2 separate regions of the Mus musculus genome follow, and region 1 is linked to region 2. A link is a contact called in public promoter capture Hi-C data. All regions are on one chromosome and are shown on one strand. The core of a region is the stretch at or near the end of the contact, and the rest is flanking DNA. Distances in the headings are between cores, read along the strand shown. Region 1 holds the start of Golga7b (golgi autoantigen, golgin subfamily a, 7B). Region 2 holds the start of 4933411K16Rik (RIKEN cDNA 4933411K16 gene).

Region 1 (3,314 bases), core at 565-3,064, 200 kb after region 2:
TGTAAAAAAGTCAGATATGGCATGCCTGGAACCTAGTGCTCATATGGTGAGATAAGCCAGCTAGCCTGGACTATGCAGAGGCAAACAAAAGACCCTATGGAAGGTATAGATTGACAATGACATTTAAGGTTGTCCTCTGATCACCTGCCCACGGGCTCTGTGGCATCCACACAGTGGCACTCAGAGCATAAATCCACCTCCCCCCACACACACATGAGAGAGAGAGGCAGACAGACAGACAGGAAGACACAAGAGAGATACAGAGAGACAGATAAAGAGACAGATTTTAAAAAATAAAAAATGTAACTCACAGCAATTGTCAGGATTTCAAAATATATGTGCAGTGTAGAACTGTCTGGCACACATTAAGTGATCCATAAATGTTTGGTATTAAAAATAGAAAGTTCTGCTGAAAAAAAAGCTATTAATATGTCTTTGGGGTAACAAACCATCCTAAAATAGTAGGGTTACCATGGAATTTTAAAAGACATGATAATGATATTGTGATTACAGAGAAGAATGTTATTTTGCTTTTTGAGACAAGGTCTCACGTCTCTCCACCCACCTCAGCCTCAGGAGCGCCGAGATTAAAGGTGTGCACCATCACACCTGCCTCAGGAAAATGTTCTTATTCTGAGGGGATGAGTGCTGAAGTATTTAAGGATAAAACTGTGGAATCTATCGCTTTCTGATAATCTAGTGAAATTATATACGTCTCCTTGATCCAGTTTCCGTCAGCAAAGCCAACAAATCAAAATCAAATGTAAAAATACTATTGCTGACTGAGTTAGTTAGACTGTTCTGGCAAATGTCTTTTCCCCAACTTCTCCTGTATGTTTGGAAATTTTAAATGGGAAATTTGGTAGAAGAAGAAAGGACCCTAGCTATAGGCTAATGAAGAAGGGCAACAAGTATATCCTGCAGAAAGAGGACCGTAAACTCAGGGAGTGAGACAGCTAATCAAGGTAGGAAATCGGGAGAAGTCTGACCTGGAGTCAGGTCTTCTGGCTGCCTGTTGTGGCACCTACTCCAGTTTTATGTCATGGCCGACGCTGCTGACCTGTGGGCAGCCAGGCTGTAGAAGAAGTACCCAGCTCCCCTCAGACACAGATCTGGGGTTATTGTGGATGTGTTCAAAGACACCTGTGTTGGGGTTTCCTTTCTGCTTATTAAGTAGATAAACCATTTGATTGGAAGGCCTAATGCCAAATTACCACCTTGGAGAGTGGGCATACCGGTTTGGCATGTGGTTTTTGATTAGTGGTGGTAATTGGGTATTGTGGGAGTGTGTATAAACTCTGGGATGGCTGTAGGGAGACAGAAGTGTAAGGGGTGGGACCTGGACTAGGAGGATCATAAAGAAAGACTGGCTTCCATAAAAGAAAGGGCCCTAGGGAAAACCTGGGGATGAAATGTGCGTATGTGTTTTAAGAAAATGCTCTCTTATATCTGCAGCATTTTCCCCTAGCTAATGGGATTTTACCCATTTAAGGAAGCAGAAAGGAGAAAAGAGGGAAGGGAATGTTCCCATAAGGCTGGGTAGTGCTTGGGGCAGGACGGGAAGGTTAGAGTGAGAATTTGAAGGTGTTTGGAAAGGTAAGAGGCTGGCGGCCTGTGGATGGTGGGGCCTTCCGTATTGCAGGCCGGGTGCCTTGCAGCAGAGCCCATCTTCTTTCTTCAGCTTCTGGAAGTCCCCGGAGGCGGTGGAAGCTAGCGCAACGCTCTAGGCACTCCTGCTGGGGGGGAGGGCAGGCAGGAGAGGCGGGGCGCTGGGCGGGGCGGGACGGGGTGGGGCGGGAGCGGAGCCGGTGGCCGCGGGCGGGGCTCCTCTCCGGCGGGTGCCGGAGTCTGGGGGCCGCGGCTTCCCCCTCCCCGCCCGCCGAGGCGCTGGCCCCTCCTTCCCCCGCCGCCCCCGTGCCCGCCGCTGCTGCCACTGTCAAAGATAAAACCGGGCCATTGCCTGCAGGAACCCTGGCAGCAGGCGATCGGGTGGTGAGGAGCCTCCGGCGCGGCCTCGCCTCCCCGGTCCGGCTCCCGCGTCAGCACCGTGGACAGCACGGACCACCTTTCAGGGACCCTCCGGTCGGCAGGAGCGCGCTTCAGGTTTCGGCGATCTCATCAGTACCGCGGACAGCGCCCAGGCCCTCGCTGGCCTCGGCCAGCCCACCGGCTCTTCCTATCAGCACCGCGGACAGCCCCCCTGAACCAGCCCAGCGACAGCCAAGGACTGGTCAGAACGCCCTGAAGATGGCCACTGAGGTAGGGCCCAACACCTTAACCCGCAGGCAATGCCTCAGGGAATGATTCCCCACTAGGGGCAGACTGGGCACGAGGAGAAGACGGGGGTGGATGGGGGTAGAGGGTGGTTCCCTGGGTTCATGGTGGGAGGTGTGGAGTGGCATGGCATATAAGCAGAGCTTTGCTGAGGGGTCCCTTCACCTTTGACATGTCAATCTTGCCCATGCCACTCTGAGCCCTGGGAATCTACTTGTTACCAATAGCACCAAGTCCCAGCTGGTCTGGGGTTTCCCCTTCTCCTGAACACAGGGTTCTGACTCCCTAGAGGTTTGGAGATCCCTGCACACCTGTGTAAGGGGAGGGAAGGTGGCCTACTGCTGTTGTTGCTATGCGGTGCAGTATCCTGCTTCTAACCCAAATGCTTGTCTAGGGAAGACACACCTTCCCTCACATCCACATTTCCTTAGGAGGAGAACGTGGAAAAAGACATGCTCAGGCCCAGAACCCAAAGGGTTGGTTTTAATGAACCTCCTGCACCAGCCCCCACTTTTGAGAATTTCTTTCCTTCTCCATTTGAGCTGCTGTTCTCAGTGTATCCACATTTGCCTGTGAGGGGGAAGCGACTGTGTGCTTCACAGTGTGTCTATAGACCAAGGGACCTGTTAGCTAAGGACAAAATCTTGGCATAATGTGTAAGAAGTCGGGACTTGTGTCTCTACCCCCAGAGGTTACTCCTCCCCGGGGAGAGCTCTTTACGCATGGTGAAGCTGACATACGGAAGAAAGGATTGGCTCGGTACCCACACAGCATGCCAACAGCAGAGCTGAAAGTTTCTTTGAATTTTTAGAGTGTTGCAGCACACTGGGTCTCCCCAGCTCGGCTGCTGCCGGCTTTTGTGGTGACTCCCCATTTCCAGCCTAGCTGGACCACTGCCAAGGAGGAGAGCAAAGGCCTGTGAGTGATTCTGTGCGGTGCCTCTGGGATTCCGGCGAGTGGCATGACATCAGTACCAAGTGCTACTGCCATCATTCCATTGGATCTCCTGATGTTGCTTGGCATTGTTTGCCTGCTGATGT
Region 2 (2,906 bases), core at 164-2,663:
AGGTGTGTGTCTGCATGTGGGCGTGGGCATGTGAATACAGGCACCAGATAAGGCCAGAGGTGTTAGATCCACTGGAACTGGAGTTACAGAGGACTGAGCTGCTGGACGAGTACTGGAAACCAAACTCAGGGCCTCTAGAAGAATAGCAAGTGCTCTGGACCTAGCTTTCCAGCCTCTCAGATACCACAACTTTTTTTTTTTTTCCAGCCAGGGGGTAGTGCAGAGTTAGGTGGATATGAGTTTGAGGCTAGCCTGGTCTACAGAGTTAGTTCCAGGACAACCAAGGTCACATAGAGAACCCTATCTAGAAAAACAACAAAAAATATATTTATGTTCATGAGCTCTCTGCATGTCAGAAGATGACATCAGATCCCATATTAGATAAATTGTGAGCTGCCATGTAGTTGCTGGGAATTGAACTTAAGACCTCTGTAAGTGTTCTTAACTGTCTAGTATTTTTTTTTTTCTAGCTACAAACAACACAGCTTCTCCAATGCCAACATTTGGCATTTTTTTCTTTCTTTCTCTCAGATAAATAAACTGTAGCTGTTTTCAGACACACCAGAAGAGGGCATCCGAACTCATTACAGATGGTTGTGAGGCACCATGTGGTTGCTGGGATTTGAACTCAGGACCTTCAGAATAGCAGTCCGTGCTCTTAACCGCTGAGCCATCTCTCCAGCCCCCATTTGGCATTCTCTAAGTGTGCTACTTGCCTTGAGGGAAACAGTAGCACAGGCCTGCTTCTAGCCCCATATACATAGGAGTTACTCAAGATTGAGCAGGCTAGCCAGGCTCAAAACTTTGTCATGTTTATCAGGGGGCAAATTCTGTATCTGCTGGCTATTATTCAGGCAAGATGTAGCTTAATTACCCTGGGATGGCCCTGCAGTCAGTCCTACCTGCTCTGCTTTCTCAGCCTATTCTTTGTTCTCAATTGTGACCTCACATTGTTCCATATGAGCCCCTTCCCGGACCCTTTCCCTTCTGGACTCTTCCCTGTAATAGAGCTAGGGATATTGTGCTGACAGCAGAGATGGGTCGTGGGTATTGAGTACAACACTTATTGACCAGGGATGGATATCAGTCTAATTGAGTGGTCCCAGTTTTTCATGGCCAAACTGACTCAGTATCCTCTATCCTGTGGCGGCCACTAGATCAGGAACAGGAACAAGGGAAACCGAAGACTGGAAATTAAGCAGAACAGAAGAGCAGAGAGCCTTGGAAGTGGGAGGCAGAAGAGTTAAATGATGCTATCTTTCTTTCTATGGAGAAAAGGAGACAAGACCTGATCCTTACAGGAAGCTTGCCAGACTAGGTCTGAGTGATGAGGTGGCCTTGCCTCACCCCACCCCCAGCTGCCTTCCTCACAATGGGGCTCATTGCTGAGGTGTCAGAGGGCATCCTAGGGAGGGCGAGGCAGGGGCCTGCTTGCCAGATACCTGCAGGGCTCCGGTCCCTTCAAGCATGAACCTTACCATCTGGGCTCCAGCACTCCCACTGTGCTCTTAGTTCTCTGTGAGGCCTAGGGCCCTGGAGGACTTCTTGGGGTTCCTCCAGCAACCATCATGCAGGGTGGTGCTGGGGACCGCTCTCTTGCTCGGAGGTGGAGGCCTCATGCTGTGGGCTCACAGGAAGAAAAGGAAGGCAGCCACTGAGACTACAGAAGACAAGCCTCTGGAATCCCACCGAGCAAATGACAGCTGGATCAAATCTCACTTCAGCCGCCTATCCGAGGAGAGGTTGCCCACCTACCGCTATGTCAGCAACAATGGCCACTCACCTGAAAGCAGGCATGGGGAAGTCAATACCACCCTCCACGTGGATACCCTCACCACCAAACACGGAGAAAGGGGCGCGGCTCTGCACCGAGATTCGTTTGCCAGCAAACAGAAGATATCTGGAAGCTCAATGACCAAAGAGATGCAGAGGGAGTCAGGGAAGTCCCCGTCCATGGAGGATGACACCTGGGCTGCTGTGGCAGCTTGTACGAAGGAGATTGATGCCAAGGGGCATCGCGTGGCTAACTCCATGCTGCAGCGCTCCACAACTCACCGTCGTAAAGGCCATGCAGAATCCAGGAACATCAGCCCAGAAGAGCTGAAGGCTCTGGAGGAGGTGGAGATAAAACTGAAAGGGAATTTCCTAACTCACCATGAAACTGGAGTAGCTGGGGCCAACCAATCGCACACAGTCTATAGCCAGAGTCGCCATAGTAACCAAAGCCACCATTCCTATCCAAGCCACCAGAGCAACCAGAGTCATCCCGTTTACTCCAGCTACCAGGGTCATCATCCAAGTCACTTGAGCCCCCAGAGTTATCCAAGTTACTCAAGTCACCAGAGTCATCCGGGCCACTCCAACCACCAGGGTCATTCAGGCCTCTCAAGCCACCAGACTCATCTGGGCCACTCCAACCACCAGGGTCATCCAGGTCACTCGAGTCACCAGAGTCACCAGGGTCAGCCAGGTCACCCAAGCCACCAGAGCCATAATCTGCCCAACCGCAGAAACCCAATCTATGGCTCTTGAAACCATGTGTCCCTGCCCCCCACAGGGCTGGCTCTCATACATAGGCCTGTTTTCTCTTCTATGGGGAAACCTACGCGGTCAGGGTAAGAGACTGCCAACCAAATTCCTGCTGCTTCTGGCCCCAGCAGAGGTCATGAGGGAAGGAGGAAAGGACGCAGCTTCAACAGCCCAAAGGCCCTGATGACCCACGAGAGAAGACAGGAGGCAGATTACAGGAGCAACCACAAGCCCCACACTGACTCCACATGCCTGAATGGAGCCAATAAAGCCCTGCACACCCTCACTCTGTGTCCAGGGGCTCTGTAGTCAACTGACATCTGGGCAGGGTTGGAAGAGAGGGTATGTCCCCAGCAGTGCTGCAAGTGGGCCTTGTC

What was found. Capture Hi-C pulls out chosen DNA fragments and counts their contacts.
Region 1: a promoter capture Hi-C map of liver shows a contact between it and region 2. The contact joins the promoter of Golga7b here to the promoter of 4933411K16Rik in region 2. A contact is called at or near these places in 1 of 39 promoter capture datasets (stem cell-derived epiblast-like cells), 3 of 484 Hi-C or Micro-C datasets (embryonic fibroblasts and embryonic stem cells), 1 of 115 datasets of contacts at active chromatin or transcription factors (pancreatic cancer cells) and 2 of 9 other capture datasets (liver and pancreatic islet).

Annotation. Positions count from the first base shown.
Region 1 is chr19:42,253,925-42,257,238 of GRCm38.p6, forward strand. It overlaps Golga7b (golgi autoantigen, golgin subfamily a, 7B), which reads left to right and starts at 1,815. Exons shown (of 5, transcript NM_027694.2): 1 at 1,815-2,259. The coding sequence starts at 2,248.
Region 2 is chr19:42,050,815-42,053,720 of GRCm38.p6, forward strand. It overlaps 4933411K16Rik (RIKEN cDNA 4933411K16 gene), which reads left to right and starts at 1,414. Exons shown (of 1, transcript NM_025752.2): 1 at 1,414-2,814. The coding sequence starts at 1,618. The coding sequence ends at 2,532. The region is part of intron 1 of Hoga1 (4-hydroxy-2-oxoglutarate aldolase 1); the gene reads left to right.